Regions from separate parts of the Hordeum vulgare genome. Here all the other regions are linked to region 3. A link is a contact called in public Hi-C data. All regions are on one chromosome and are shown on one strand. The core of a region is the stretch at or near the end of the contact, and the rest is flanking DNA. Distances in the headings are between cores, read along the strand shown.

Region 1 (4,169 bases), core at 1,259-3,758, 400 kb after region 3:
ATGCACAGTTACTTTGGCATCGGATCCTTGCCCCAATCCAAATCAAACTTGAAGATAATTATACAGTTAGGGAAATAGAAGGCCACCTCTTACACACTACTACACATCATATATAACAAGGCGCCAGCTTGAAGATAGATATACAGTTAGAGAAATGGAAAGCCACCTCTTACATGCTACTACACATCATACATAACAAGGCAAACATGAGCAATTAACTTCCACGGAGTGTTCTCAAATTTCTGCCCTGATGCAAACTCAGGTGTGTGTGTGCATGCTATTGAGTCAATAAGGACTCATTTTTATCGAATGAAGGTGTTTGTGCATGTTCAAATTGCCCCCAAACAATTGGTTTTCTTATTTGAATTATATATACTGCAGGAGACAGCAAATGGTATGTGCAGTTGCTATAAGTCGATAACTTGTGAATGTATAGTGTCAAGTTGTGGTGGCTTTACACACAACTGGTGATGTAAATTGACATCACAAATTATCTACAACCCTCTTAAAAAATATTCATGAAAAAAAATCTTACAAAGGAAGAGTTTGAATGGATTGACAGCACAGGGTCACAGATCTAGCACCTGCCATTGAGGGTAGGGCTTACTTATGTCCATAGTTTGGCACCGACCAATTTGCTTAAATTATCAGGAAACAGAGAGTTAACTCCGTCACTTTGTTTCAATCAAAGGAGCTCAAGCTCCCAATTTCATTTCAAAAATGCTAAAAAATCATAAATCAGGCTTTTAGGCATGGCAAATCGAACATTTTTTATGGCAAATTATGTTGTCGTGAGGATGGCAATTTGCTCCATGGCTTGCTAAAGCAAATTGCCATCCTCGCGAAACATAATTTGCCATTCCGGGCGTTCGATTTGCCATGCTAAAAAATCTGGCGTTCGATTGTAGTGAAATCCTTTCATTTTCATGAAACTGGTAAAACAACCACCAATTCATCAAGTTCCACCAAAACGCACCCATGGCCGCACCACCGCAGCTACAAACCAGCCTGCCAAGCTAAAGAAACACCCAGCCGTAAAACAAGCAGCCAACCAGAACAAATGAACCACCCAGGACACAATCATGTCACACACATGACAGATACAAGCAGAGCCTAGGAATCGTCACTTACTTTGCCAATAGCCACTCTTAAAAGTTCAAAAACAAAGCCACTCTTTGCAGAGAACATGCATAACTCTTATGGGCAGGATCATCACAAAGTATTGATTAATCATCTCAATGGCAGTAGAACCAAAGTAAGGAAATACAGGTAGCATTATGTAACCAACTTGCCTCTAGCATTAGACATGCAGCAAATTTGCTACAGAAATCACAAATAATACCCTTATCTGGCAGTAGAACCAGAATGGATGTGAAAAGGTTAGGCTTCTAAGTGCCCCACCAAACCATCCGTATGATCCTAAAATGCTCTCAGATTAATTAATACTCCCTCCGTCCGGAAATACTTGTCGAGTTCTAGATACATCCATTTTTATTCTCCGACAAGTATTTCCGGACAGAGGGAGTAGCTAAAACCTCATGACTATGAGTAATGTGATACAGGGATGTCTCTCCACTACTTCCAGACGAAAACATACCGAAAGGGTACACAAAACTTTTGGCGCATTTTTTGTCCTAGTTGGGTAACTGTAAGCGTTCGTCCAACTCTCGCCCACGTGGCATATCCGGCATTTCCGCTGCCTCTCGTTGACAAAGTATTCTGCGGGTGGTTCATGAATAGCTGGTTTCAGAAGCAGTTGACGCAGATCATACTACCAGCGAAGCAAAACGAAACGCAGAAATAAGAGGAAGATCTCGCTAAGGTTGGCGAGGATCCACAGCCTATGTACGAAACTGATCAGCGGAATTATAGAAGGGAAAAAAGAGACTAAATAGAATTTAGCCAAATCCCGTTCCTAGCAGGTCTCGAATCCAAATCTCCGTTCACCTTCGCGCTAAGCAGATAAGCAACGAACTCCCGACCACCAAAATCGCACGCGCTCCCACAGGCTCAGCAATGCTCGCACAGGCAGCAGCCCGATGAGCGGAGCCAAGCCATCGATCATAACTGTAACGCGGGGCGGGGGAGGGGAGGGGAGCAGCTGGCTCACCAGGTGGTGAAGAACTTGGCGGACTGCGCGACCGCGAAGGCGAGGAGCCCCGCGACGAGCGGGTAGTTCACCACGGCGGCGGCCATCTCCAGCTAGGGTCGGGTCTCCTCGATCTCCGGCGGAGCCCTCTGGTACGGCGCGAGGGGAGAGGATTCGGGCTCGGCGCGAGGAAGCAACTGGAGGATGGCTGGCCTGGCTTCGTCTTCCTTCCTTCCTTCTGCCGTCGGCTTTTCCCCTCCCCCTCTCGCTCTCCTCCTGCGTGCTCTGGTAAATTCTGCGTGCGTGCGTTCGTGCCGCGCTACTCCTCCTACCAGTCTTTACGGACCCCGTTGCGCTGCGCTGCCGTCACGGCCCACGGAGAATAGATGGACCGACCGACGCGAGCACGGAATATTGCTTTTCCGGGGCTGGATTCCGTGGCACGGGAGAGTCGTTCGAATCGTTGCCCTGTTGGAACGGCACGGGCCCCGGCTGCCTGGTGTTGGTGTGGCCCCTCCGTTACGGACGGCTGGCTAGGATGGATAGCGATGGGCGTTGTGGGCGAATGAATATGCTTCGGGTCGCTAGATTTGAGCCACGCGAATATGCCACGCCATCGTCAAGTGCTTCGGTGGTTCCAGTACCGCATCAACCTGGTAGCTCACATAATTAATTAATTAAACAAAGGCAGCTACGTGTTCACCGGTGCAACAGCAACCCCGCTTACGTGTTGCTTGAGGTGCGAGGCCGCTGGTCGGTCGGCGGTCCAGATGCAGTACCGTGACATTGACACGGTTTCAGTTGAGGACATCCGGTTTGGGGTTTTTTTTTTTTTTTTTTTTTTGAAATTTCGGTTTGGGTATGTTGGGTATGGGCTGTGTGCACGCTTTGTCTCCCGTGCCGTGCCGGACGATGCAAATCTACAATTTGACTGCCTCTCTCTGCAAGCGACATGGTAGACGCCATGGCTAGGCCCCCATGGTTCGTACGGCAGCACACAGGACACGGTGTTCCAGCTAAAGCCGTGCGCTCCTGCCGGTGAACAAACGCTGCAGGACGCACCGCCTCAAGCTCGTACCTGCACGATCAATCGAATGGATCGGTTCACTCCAAGAATGATAGAGGCGCGCTGCCAGGACCCGCACCGTGTGCCTCTCCCAGAGCATATGCGAATATGCGGCGGCAGCATGCAATGAAACTGCCAACCACCAAATAACAATGCTAAGATCAGAGCTGACAACGGCAGCATGCAATGAAGCCAGGTTGGCCAGTCAACTCGAACAAGTGCGACCAAGACTCGGGGATACTCGGCTTCGGCTGATGCTGCTAAGTAATGAATATACATATCAGTATTACAGGTTCACAAGTTAGTTTCACACTGGATTATTACTAAAACGTTTAAGCATAACACAGCAACCCTCTCATCTGTCGACCTAGTATATCACTGGTTTCTCTTTGTTTCTTTAATCAGGAAATGTCTCTTCTTAAGCATCTTGATCCTGGCTGACCCGCCATATTACATAGACAGCTTGACTGAAAGGCCCGCGATGGTTTGCTGCATAGATACTTCACGCCGACGTGGCTGGTGTCCGCTCTGCAACCAATACTTTTTTTTTCAACCGCCTCTGCAAATTTATGGAAGCAACGGCGATCAGCGTTGAGCATTCGGGATAACAACTATTGGAGCATGTACATGGGAGTGGGCACGAACCTTCTCTGTGGTTAAATTTCTATCCGATTCCTGGTTTCAAACTTCATTCTTATGCATGTACTGTACATTGTAGCCTGGCAAGACCGCAAGACAAGGGTTCTGACTGATTGCTCTTGCAGCACTATTCACCCTTTCCAACGAATTTAACTAGCTCGGCTTTGGCAGCTTGTATGACCACTGGGAAATCAACCTCCATATAGCGTCCCCTGTGGGTAAAAACTTCAGCCCGTGAGCTAAATCGGTGGAAAGAGAAGATATACATAGATATAACAAAATGCGTCCGGAGAGAGAGAGAGACCAGAAGTGGTTTTTGGACCAGGTAGCAGCTGGGAAAGACGGGCTGGAGATGCCGTGCATAATCCTCGCGAC
Region 2 (4,498 bases), core at 861-3,360, 350 kb after region 3:
GCTAAAACTTATCATCCCTTATGCGTTATGCATTAAAGAAATATATGAAAGAATAAGTTTCCTCCTCACATTCTGATATTCCATGCATGCAACTCACAGCTGTAAAGAAAATGTACCACATGCATGTTTGCTTACAAGAAATTATATGCAGATTTCAACAATTTCTACTGATGAACCTACCAAAGTTTTTCATGAGAATTGCCAAAAAGAAAAATACCTTGTGCCAAAATTAGCATGTCATGATTCACTTAGATAAATGTACGGACAACAACTAATGATCACAGGTGTAAACTATGTTGTGACACATATGCAAAATGTTTTTTGTTTCAAGAATGGCATGAGCTGCCCTTTAATTAATGAGGTGTGCTTGGGTACCCCCCCCCCCCCCCACACACACACTCACACACACAAAACGTACAAAAGAGAACGTATACCCACCTCGTATTGTACACTACAGGCCGCCGTACGTATGCAATACGAGGTGGGTATACGTATGTCTCTCTATAGTGTACAATACGAGGTGGGTATACATATGTCTCTCTATAGTGTACAATACTAGGTGGGTATACGTTTCCCCTTCTACGTTTTGTTTGGTGGGGGGGGGGGGGGGAGGGGGGGAGGGGTGTACCGAAGCAAAAGTGTTAATTTATATGGATCACCTATTACTGATTTGAGCATTGTAAGATTAATATAGTAGAAATCTGGAAATCAATCGTACTAAGTAATTATGACCAACTGATCCATGCCCAGACAAATGCTTACAAAGTGAAGTGAACAAGAATTCATGAATTATTTACAGCATGAGAGGGGGAAGGTAGGTGTGTATGAACAGGAATACAGAAAATAGTGCTCTGTTTTAAATTTGGATGCTCTGATCATACCTCGTTCGCATTCACAGGCTGCTCAAGCTCAAGTCTGTGGGCTGACATTCGAGCAATCTCAGAGATGGCCGCGTCACGAACCTGCATATCATCACCAGCAAGCTCCTCGTATGCAGCCTCAAATGCTTCCTGCCAGAACCGTGGAAGGCGTATCTCATCGCTGGTGCGTGTGTACATGTCCCACATCCGACCAACTAATTTCTCCCTTTCCTCCATCTCCTGCTCAGTTATAACAAGCCTATTTTCATTCAGAATCCAATAACAAAACAACTACATAGTATTGTGCTTTCTAATGTCAACTATCAATACGATGAACCTCTTCTCAAATGATGAATTTTTTAGTGCACAGAATTCGGGGGTGTTTAATTTGTGGCTACACTTACGAGAAAAAAACATCAAATAAAAAGTTAAAATACTCCCTCCGTCCCAAAATAAGTGTGCTGCCTTAGTACTATATTTGTATTATCTTAGTACTAAATTATTTTGGAATGGAGGGAGTAATAATTAAGGAACGTATAGGAGGAACTCCGTTCAAGAAACAATTAAGTTCGAAAAGGTTCAGCAGTTCCTCCATTATGATTTGTCAAGAAAATTATGGCATTCGTCAGACATTAGAATATAAGACTTGGATTTGTTTTCCAAAGAAATGTAGATAGCGCAACAATCTGGATGCCTTATTTAAAGCGCCTACTGATCCGGATACAAGAAGAGATTCTTCACGGGGCGTCCTTGTTGTGAAACACAAATTTGCGCTTGCGCGTACGAACAGACCATACAGCAAGCACTTGACCGGTAAGAATACGAGCGGGGTGCGAAGCGAACAAAAGCAAAAGGAGTCTTACGAGGGAGTCGAGATCGCCGCGGAGTGGCGCGTCGAGGTCCCCCGCGACAGCGGCTGCTAGGTCGCCTGCTGACCAGCGGAGGGAGACGGAGGCGGCGGACATGGACCAGAGCGCGAGGAGCGCGATGGCGGCGAGGGCCCACACCTTGTACCGGCCCTTCCCGAGGAGCGCGGCCTCCGCGGCCCCGCCCGTGGAGGAGGCGGGGATGCTGATCTTGGTCGCCTGCAGAAGCGGCGCGGAGGCGTTGCTGTCGCCGGCGAGGGCCTTCATTGCTGCTGTCGGTGGGGGTGGGGTGGGAGTGTGTTCTTGGCAGTGAGCCGGTGGTGATGGGGTTGGCTTTTGTAGTTAGTGAGGTTGGCCGCGTGGGCCCTGCTTCCGATCCGATGCCACTGTGAGAGCCGGTGGTGGCTCGGTTGAGCTTTGAGGTGAGCGTGGTGGTGGGAGCTGAACGGCTCGGCTCTAGTGGAGAAAGACCGTCCAGGCCAGCATCATTGTAGCAAGTCAATCCAACGAGTCAAATGCACAAAACTATCCACAATGAGAATAACATAACTAGGTATTAATATATGTGTCATCTAAGCAATAAATATGATGTGGCAACTAATTAATTTAAAGAGAGAGAAATCAAGTAACTTAGACATGTGTCAATATATTGTCTCTTATCACGTTATCATAGAAGCATTAATAATTTAAGATACAACCATGTCAATGCATTGTTTTTTATGAGTTGTATCTACATTTAATAATTTGAAGTAAAGCATGCATATGATTGGGCTAGAATTATTTTTTACATATGCCACGTGCAATGGTTGTATGTTAGCTATAAGATACAACATCACTCTCTTTCTTAATTAACTAGTATATCACGTGAGCAAAATGCATATGAAACCGCGCTAAGAAACTAGCATTTCAAGACAAGATGAGACTATACGCTAATAAAAAAACTCAATATTACTATCCACTATGAAGATAGTAACTTAGACTAATAACATATATATGGGACGAGGATTTGTGGCTCTCAGGTGCTGTCCCCCTGATATCAGTCCCATTCGTTACTATAGTCAGATCTCGGCATTAATTGTTAGAAACCGTATATACATTGACATACGGGCTATATACTAGTGACATATACGTGGTGTTGAGGGCCGAGAAGTAATGATGATTGTACTTTTAGTACATGCAGGAACATAACATTTATTTTCCCTTGCAGGGTGTTCAGACGATGCCACTCCTCGTATCCCTTTATGCGTGCATAGAGATTCTCTTCTTATCCCCCAAAGCATCATGTTCATCCTCTCCTTCGAAGCTCAGGGCATAGTCATCCTGGGAGGAGATCTCCAAGGAAAGATTCAATGGTACATTAACGAGTTTCAAGACGGTCTAATGGAAGACAATGATTCGCATCAAATATAGTAATTTCATTTTCACGCCAGTGGCAACTGATTCACTTTTGGGGGCTGCTACGCATCCAACGACGGATGTTTAGTAAACATCCGTCACCTGGACGACCGTCCGTTCTACGCGCGCGGGGCTCCGGCCGGGCATCCAGTATTCTTGAAACAACGACGGAGTTGCAGAAACAATTGCTTCGTTGCAAAAAATAAATTTTAGACCCATTAATTTCTGAAACAACGGTCGAGTTTGAGAAACAATTGCTTTGTTGCAGTATTTTTTTTCCTTGGCTTTTCTGCAACATAGATACTGTTGCGGAAGAAATTTTTGCAACAAAGGTCATGTTGTAGAATTTTTTTGTCTTCATATTTATGCAACATATGTACTGTTGTGTCGTATTCCCGCAACAAGACATTTGTTGTGAAAAATTCTTGCAACATAGATGATGTTGTAGAAAAAGAAATTGCAGTGAAAATTCCTGCAACAATACCCCATCGTTGCTGACAGCATCGCCATGGGGTGGCATAGACGAACCTCGCGCCACGCCACATACCTGGACATACCTGGATGCGAAGGTGGTGTCGCTCTCGCCGGCGATGCTGCTGGAGTCGAGGAAGCGGGAGGCCGGCAAGGTGGCGCCGCCGCCTCGGAAGTAGGTGTTCGTGTGCCCGGAGCCCAGCTGCCCGCACCACCCCCCCTCGCGTGCCCTCAGCGGTGCCAGCGCCGTCAAGCTGCACTTCCATCGCCAGCACGGCGCCCAGCGCCAGTGGTTCTGCTGTCGCTGCTCTAGAGCCTACGTCGTCTGCGGCGACTACAAGGCCGACGATCTGCGGCTGTGACCCATGGCCTGGTTGGGGAAGGAAGGAAGAAAAGGTGTGGACAGAAGTAGGAATAGTCGAGAAGATAAGGCAGCACATCAGAGCGATGTGTGGGTTGATTAGGACACGCGTCGTTCGTGGAAGGTGATGGAATCGGTAGAAAAATCAGCCGGCTGAAGGTGATCATTTTCCTTCACTTTTTCCATCTTAAATCTCTCTCTTAGCAGTTTATTTCTTTTCCTAGTTAATAAGAATCCGACCTTGATTTGAACGAAGCAGCAGTCTTGATGGAGCTCCTTGACAGTGGCAACGGCGAGAGGAAGGAGAAGGAGGGATATGAATATACTCAAGTAGAATAAATACACGTTAGGTGGGTGTGCAGTTGGTAGATGTAGTAGACAACTATGTGTTTAAGGCTGGTCATAGTAGGAAGTATCATGCATGGAAAGATACATGGCTTGGAGGGAGCCCCTAGCTCTTCAGTATCCGTAGCTTTACAATATTGCCCAACGCAGACAGACGTTCGTTGCGACAGTATTGCATGAGATTCCTCTAAATATTCAGT
Region 3 (4,018 bases), core at 651-3,150:
CTCTCCTTTGGCCGCGCAACAATACACTGAAAAGCCACCTTCAAGAACTCGCTGATCTCTGCATCATGGCCCTTCAATGACTTGTCCACGGCATCGGCAATTCGGCCGGTGCTCTTGAGCTGAAATACCCAATCCACCAATGTCCCCTTGAATCCTTCACCCACATCACTTGACACAGAGGCAGCCTCCTGCCCGCTCACGAGCTCCAGTAGTATGACCCCAAACGCATATGTATCACCCTTCATGGTACCAACTGGATTGCTAGCATACTCTGGGGCAACATACCCAAACTCCCCAAAGTCACCATTGAGGAAGGGGCTTGTATCTCCACCTTCACCCGGCGCCATCCGGACCAGCCTTGTGAGGCCAACATCTGTGATCCGAGCTTCATAGTCCTCGTCGAGAAGCACGGCGCTTGAGCTCAGGTTCTGGTGAATCTGTGGCATCTGGAACCCATGGTGCAGCCACGCAAGGCCGCGCGCCGCCCCAACAGCAATCCTGAGCCGCGTCGCCCAGTCGAGCAATGTCTCCCCTGGCTCCTTCATCACCTTGGAAAGAGCCCCACTCTCCATGTGCTTGTACACCAGCAGCCGCTCCTCCTCAACAACACAGAACCCTAGCAGCGGCACGATGTTGGGGTGGCGAAGCTGCCCAATCCGCCCCATCTCCGACCTGAACGCCTTCTCCGAGAGAGGGCACGAGTGCAGGCGCTTCACCGTTAGCGCGGACCCGTCGCGCAGCACGGCCCGGTACGCGGTCCCTGCCCGCGAGCTCCCCGCCACCACGATGTGGCTTGTGCTGAAGTCCTGTGTGGCTGCCAGCAGGTCGGCAAGCTTGACCTTGACGATCGGTTTCTGGAACAAGGACACGGGCGCCAGCCGGTTGTGTGCGGCCCGCAGGCGCTCCGCCCACCAGCTCCCGTCCTCGGCGGCGGTAACCTCCGACTCGGTTCCGCCGCGGCCCTGGCGGCGGCGGCCAGCCTTGCTCTTCCCGGTGCATCGCCAGAAGAAGAAGGCGAGGAGCAGCGAAGCGGCGGCGCCGAAGACCCCGGCAGCAATAACGATGCCGAGGCTGGAGCCCGTGAGCCCGCCGCCGCAGCGCGAGGAGATAGGGCGGCCGCAGAGGCCCGAGTTCCCGGAGAAGGAGTCCTTGGAGAAGGCGGAGCCGAGCTGGGACGGGATCTGGCCGACGAGGCGGTTCCGGGAGAGGTCGAGCGCCTTGAGGCGGTCGAGGCGCGCGAGGGAGGCGGGGATCTGGCCGGAGAAGGCGTTGTCGCTGAGCTTGAGCGAGTTGAGGAAGCGGCAGCTGGCGAGCTCGGAGGGGAGCGGGCCGCTGAGGCGGTTGCCGGAGAGGTCGAGGGTGACGACGAAGGGGAGCCAGTCGCAGAGCGCGGGCGGGATCGGGCCCTCGAGCGCGTTGGAGGAGAGGTCGAGCGTGGTGGCGGCCCTGCAGTACTGGAGGTCGGGGGGGATTTTGCCCTGGAGGCCGAAGCCGGAGAGGGAGACGGCGAGGATGCGCGACTCCTGCGGGTTCCAGCAGGAGATGCCGGAGAAGTCGCAGACGGCGCCCGCCGAGGCGTTGGTGGTCCAGGAGGAGAGGCGGCCCTCGGGGTCCCTGAGTTCGGCCTTGACGCCCTTGAGGCATCGCGCGTCGTCCTCCTGCGGCTCCGCCGCCGAGCCGGGCGCCGGCTGCGGCGCGGCGGGCGGGAGGGTGAGGGCTAGGGCCAGCAGCAGGAGGAGGAGGAGGGGGGAGGGCGGCATGGCGGACGGGTGGTGGAGGCCGTCGTGGTGGGGGTGGGGGGAGTGGTTTGACCAGGTGGGGAGACTGCGGGCGGGGGCGGAGTGGATGGGCGGTACTGCTGGTGTGTCGCGTGTGCGCGTTTTGGTGGGGCGGGTTGGAGTTGGACTGCGCCGCTGGGTGGGGGTGGATGGATGGATGGGGAGAGAAGTGAAGAAGAGGACGGGCTCGACACGGGGTGGTGGAAGGATTGCCGAGATTTGGAAGCGACGGACCGGACGGCTGGGCTGACTAGTACACCAGTGCCGACTCCATGAGTCTGAGTCTGAGTCTGAGTGAGTGGTGATTGCTTGGGCCGTGCCGGCCGCCAGACGGTCAGCACGCTAGGCTGGGCTCCGTGAAGGTGCCATAGCCTTCTGTTCTTCCGTTTCAGCGTTTTTTTTTTTGTTTTTTGCTTTTGCTTTGGACAACGCGGCAAGCTCAGTTTGATGTTTTTTCTAATTCTCAGTCCATTGGTATTTTCTTAAAACCTTGAGGCCTCGTTTGGCACGGAGGGATTGACAGCGTTTTAAAGATAAATTCCACGCGTGAGCCAAAACCCCCCCTAAAATAGCCCCGGGAGGGGGGTACTCGTGGATCTGGATGAAACTATACGCTGCTAGCCGCCACCGCCGTCCGACTCCTCCTCAACACCCCGTCCCCCCGACGTCAGCGAACTCCTCCGGCGACCCCAACTGGATTTCTTCCCGGTGGTAAGTCATTGTCGCCCCTCCCCTCCTTCCCCTCCCCCCTTCCCCCCTCCTGTCCCGAGAGGCGCCATGGCTGCCACCTCCCGCAAGCCCTCCATCCGCCTCATCCTCAACGACGAGCATCACAACTTATCACCGATGAGCTCGTTGTTAACGCAATGGCTACAACATTGTTCTCTTATAGCCCTTCTCTGAACCTAACCCTAGCCGACGAGATTGCCATTAATTTGTGTGGGTGATGGTCTGATGGATCTAGGATGGTCTGATGGTCTGATTGCCATTAACTTCGTTGTGGCTACTGTTGAGGTGGTGTTTAGTCAGGATTTTTGGACAAATGTGCTAGTTATGCTCATAGTTGTTGTGGTCAACTCGTAACAATGCATACCTGGGTGTGGTTGTTCTTGAGAGGAGAGCTGCTGGTAAAATTGCCTTTGCTCACCCACTCTTTCAATTTTTCGGGATCATTGAGATGGGTAGAGGCAAGAAGGAAGGAGCAATAAACTCAAATTATTTGTAGGCATTGGAACCTTTTAATCTGAAAGTTGTAGCTTTAGCTTGATGCAAATACTTACCACTCAGATCGTGGCGTCATTAGAACTGAATTCCCTATCCTATCACTCAATTTCGTGAGTCGGAAGAACTTTAAGTATTAGTGCATTCTTGTATACTTTCGAGGTATCAACTTACAGATGTTGCTTTATTGCTTCAGCTTGTGAACTTTGTAGCATTTTATACTAGATCAGAGCTTCGTCACATTTTTTAGATGACCATAATAATTTGCACTAGATGTTTTGATGTGTGCATGTGTAATGGGGTGGGGAGGAGTTTCTTAAGAATGAAGGACTGCTACAGTTGATTGTCAGTTCCTGTTAATATGGCTACAACTTCAAGCTCTGATGTTCTCATGTATATTTGCGTACTTGGTTTCTTGCAATGGTTGACTTAAGACTTATTAGCTGAGATCTGGAGTAGTTTTTGTATGTACATTCTGGACAAGTTGATCCCATGGTTGTCTAAGTACGTAAGCTCACACAACGACATAGCCTGTCAATTTTCTGAGATACAATGCATGGTTCATAACATGATCCAAGTCGAACAAAAGTACTCCTATTCATTTCAGGGGCACGCTAATATGATTCAGGCCAAATTCTATTTGCCATCACTTTATTCTTGAGAATAGAGGATGCTTCGGCTTTATGATACACATTCCGTTGTGCTAAATAGCATTTTTAGAAAATTAAATAAAATTTGTTGTGCATACTTCTGATTCATAATCGAATGCGCTTAGGCTTTAGATTAAAGTGAAAAACTATCACATTTTCAGATTGTTTATTGTCGATACTATAACATCTTAAGATCATATAACCTATAACAAAACTACTCATGTGCATTCTACATATGCTTTCCTTTGATGCAATCGCTATCTTACCTTATGTTACGTGTTCAACGAACGTGATTTGTGGTTTTAATATGCTATGATTCTTTTGATCGGGTAATTCTTTTTGAACATTAGAGTATATGAACATGAGTCG

Evidence for each region. Hi-C and Micro-C count contacts between places; a contact is called where the count stands out from the background.
Region 1: a Hi-C map of seedling shows a contact between it and region 3, with 5 times the contacts expected there. The contact joins the promoter of LOC123427060 here to the promoter of LOC123427063 in region 3. A contact is called at or near these places in 2 of 6 Hi-C or Micro-C datasets (leaf and seedling).
Region 2: a Hi-C map of seedling shows a contact between it and region 3, with 1.8 times the contacts expected there. The contact joins the promoter of LOC123427061 here to the promoter of LOC123427063 in region 3. A contact is called at or near these places in 2 of 6 Hi-C or Micro-C datasets (leaf and seedling).

What each region holds. Positions count from the first base shown.
Region 1 is chr2H:535,890,832-535,895,000 of MorexV3_pseudomolecules_assembly, reverse strand. It overlaps LOC123427060, which reads right to left and starts at 2,508. Exons shown (of 5, transcript XM_045111004.1): 1 at 2,111-2,508. The coding sequence starts at 2,196. It overlaps LOC123427058 (ATP-dependent DNA helicase Q-like 5), which reads right to left. Exons shown (of 21, transcript XM_045111001.1): 19 at 4,099-4,169; 20 at 3,801-4,006; 21 at 3,394-3,714. The coding sequence ends at 3,922.
Region 2 is chr2H:535,944,838-535,949,335 of MorexV3_pseudomolecules_assembly, reverse strand. It overlaps LOC123427061, which reads right to left and starts at 2,110. Exons shown (of 3, transcript XM_045111005.1): 1 at 1,724-2,110; 2 at 882-1,100. The coding sequence starts at 1,993.
Region 3 is chr2H:536,291,620-536,295,637 of MorexV3_pseudomolecules_assembly, reverse strand. LOC123427063 (probable inactive receptor kinase At1g27190) reads right to left here and starts at 1,900. Exons shown (of 1, transcript XM_045111007.1): 1 at 1-1,900. The coding sequence starts at 1,760.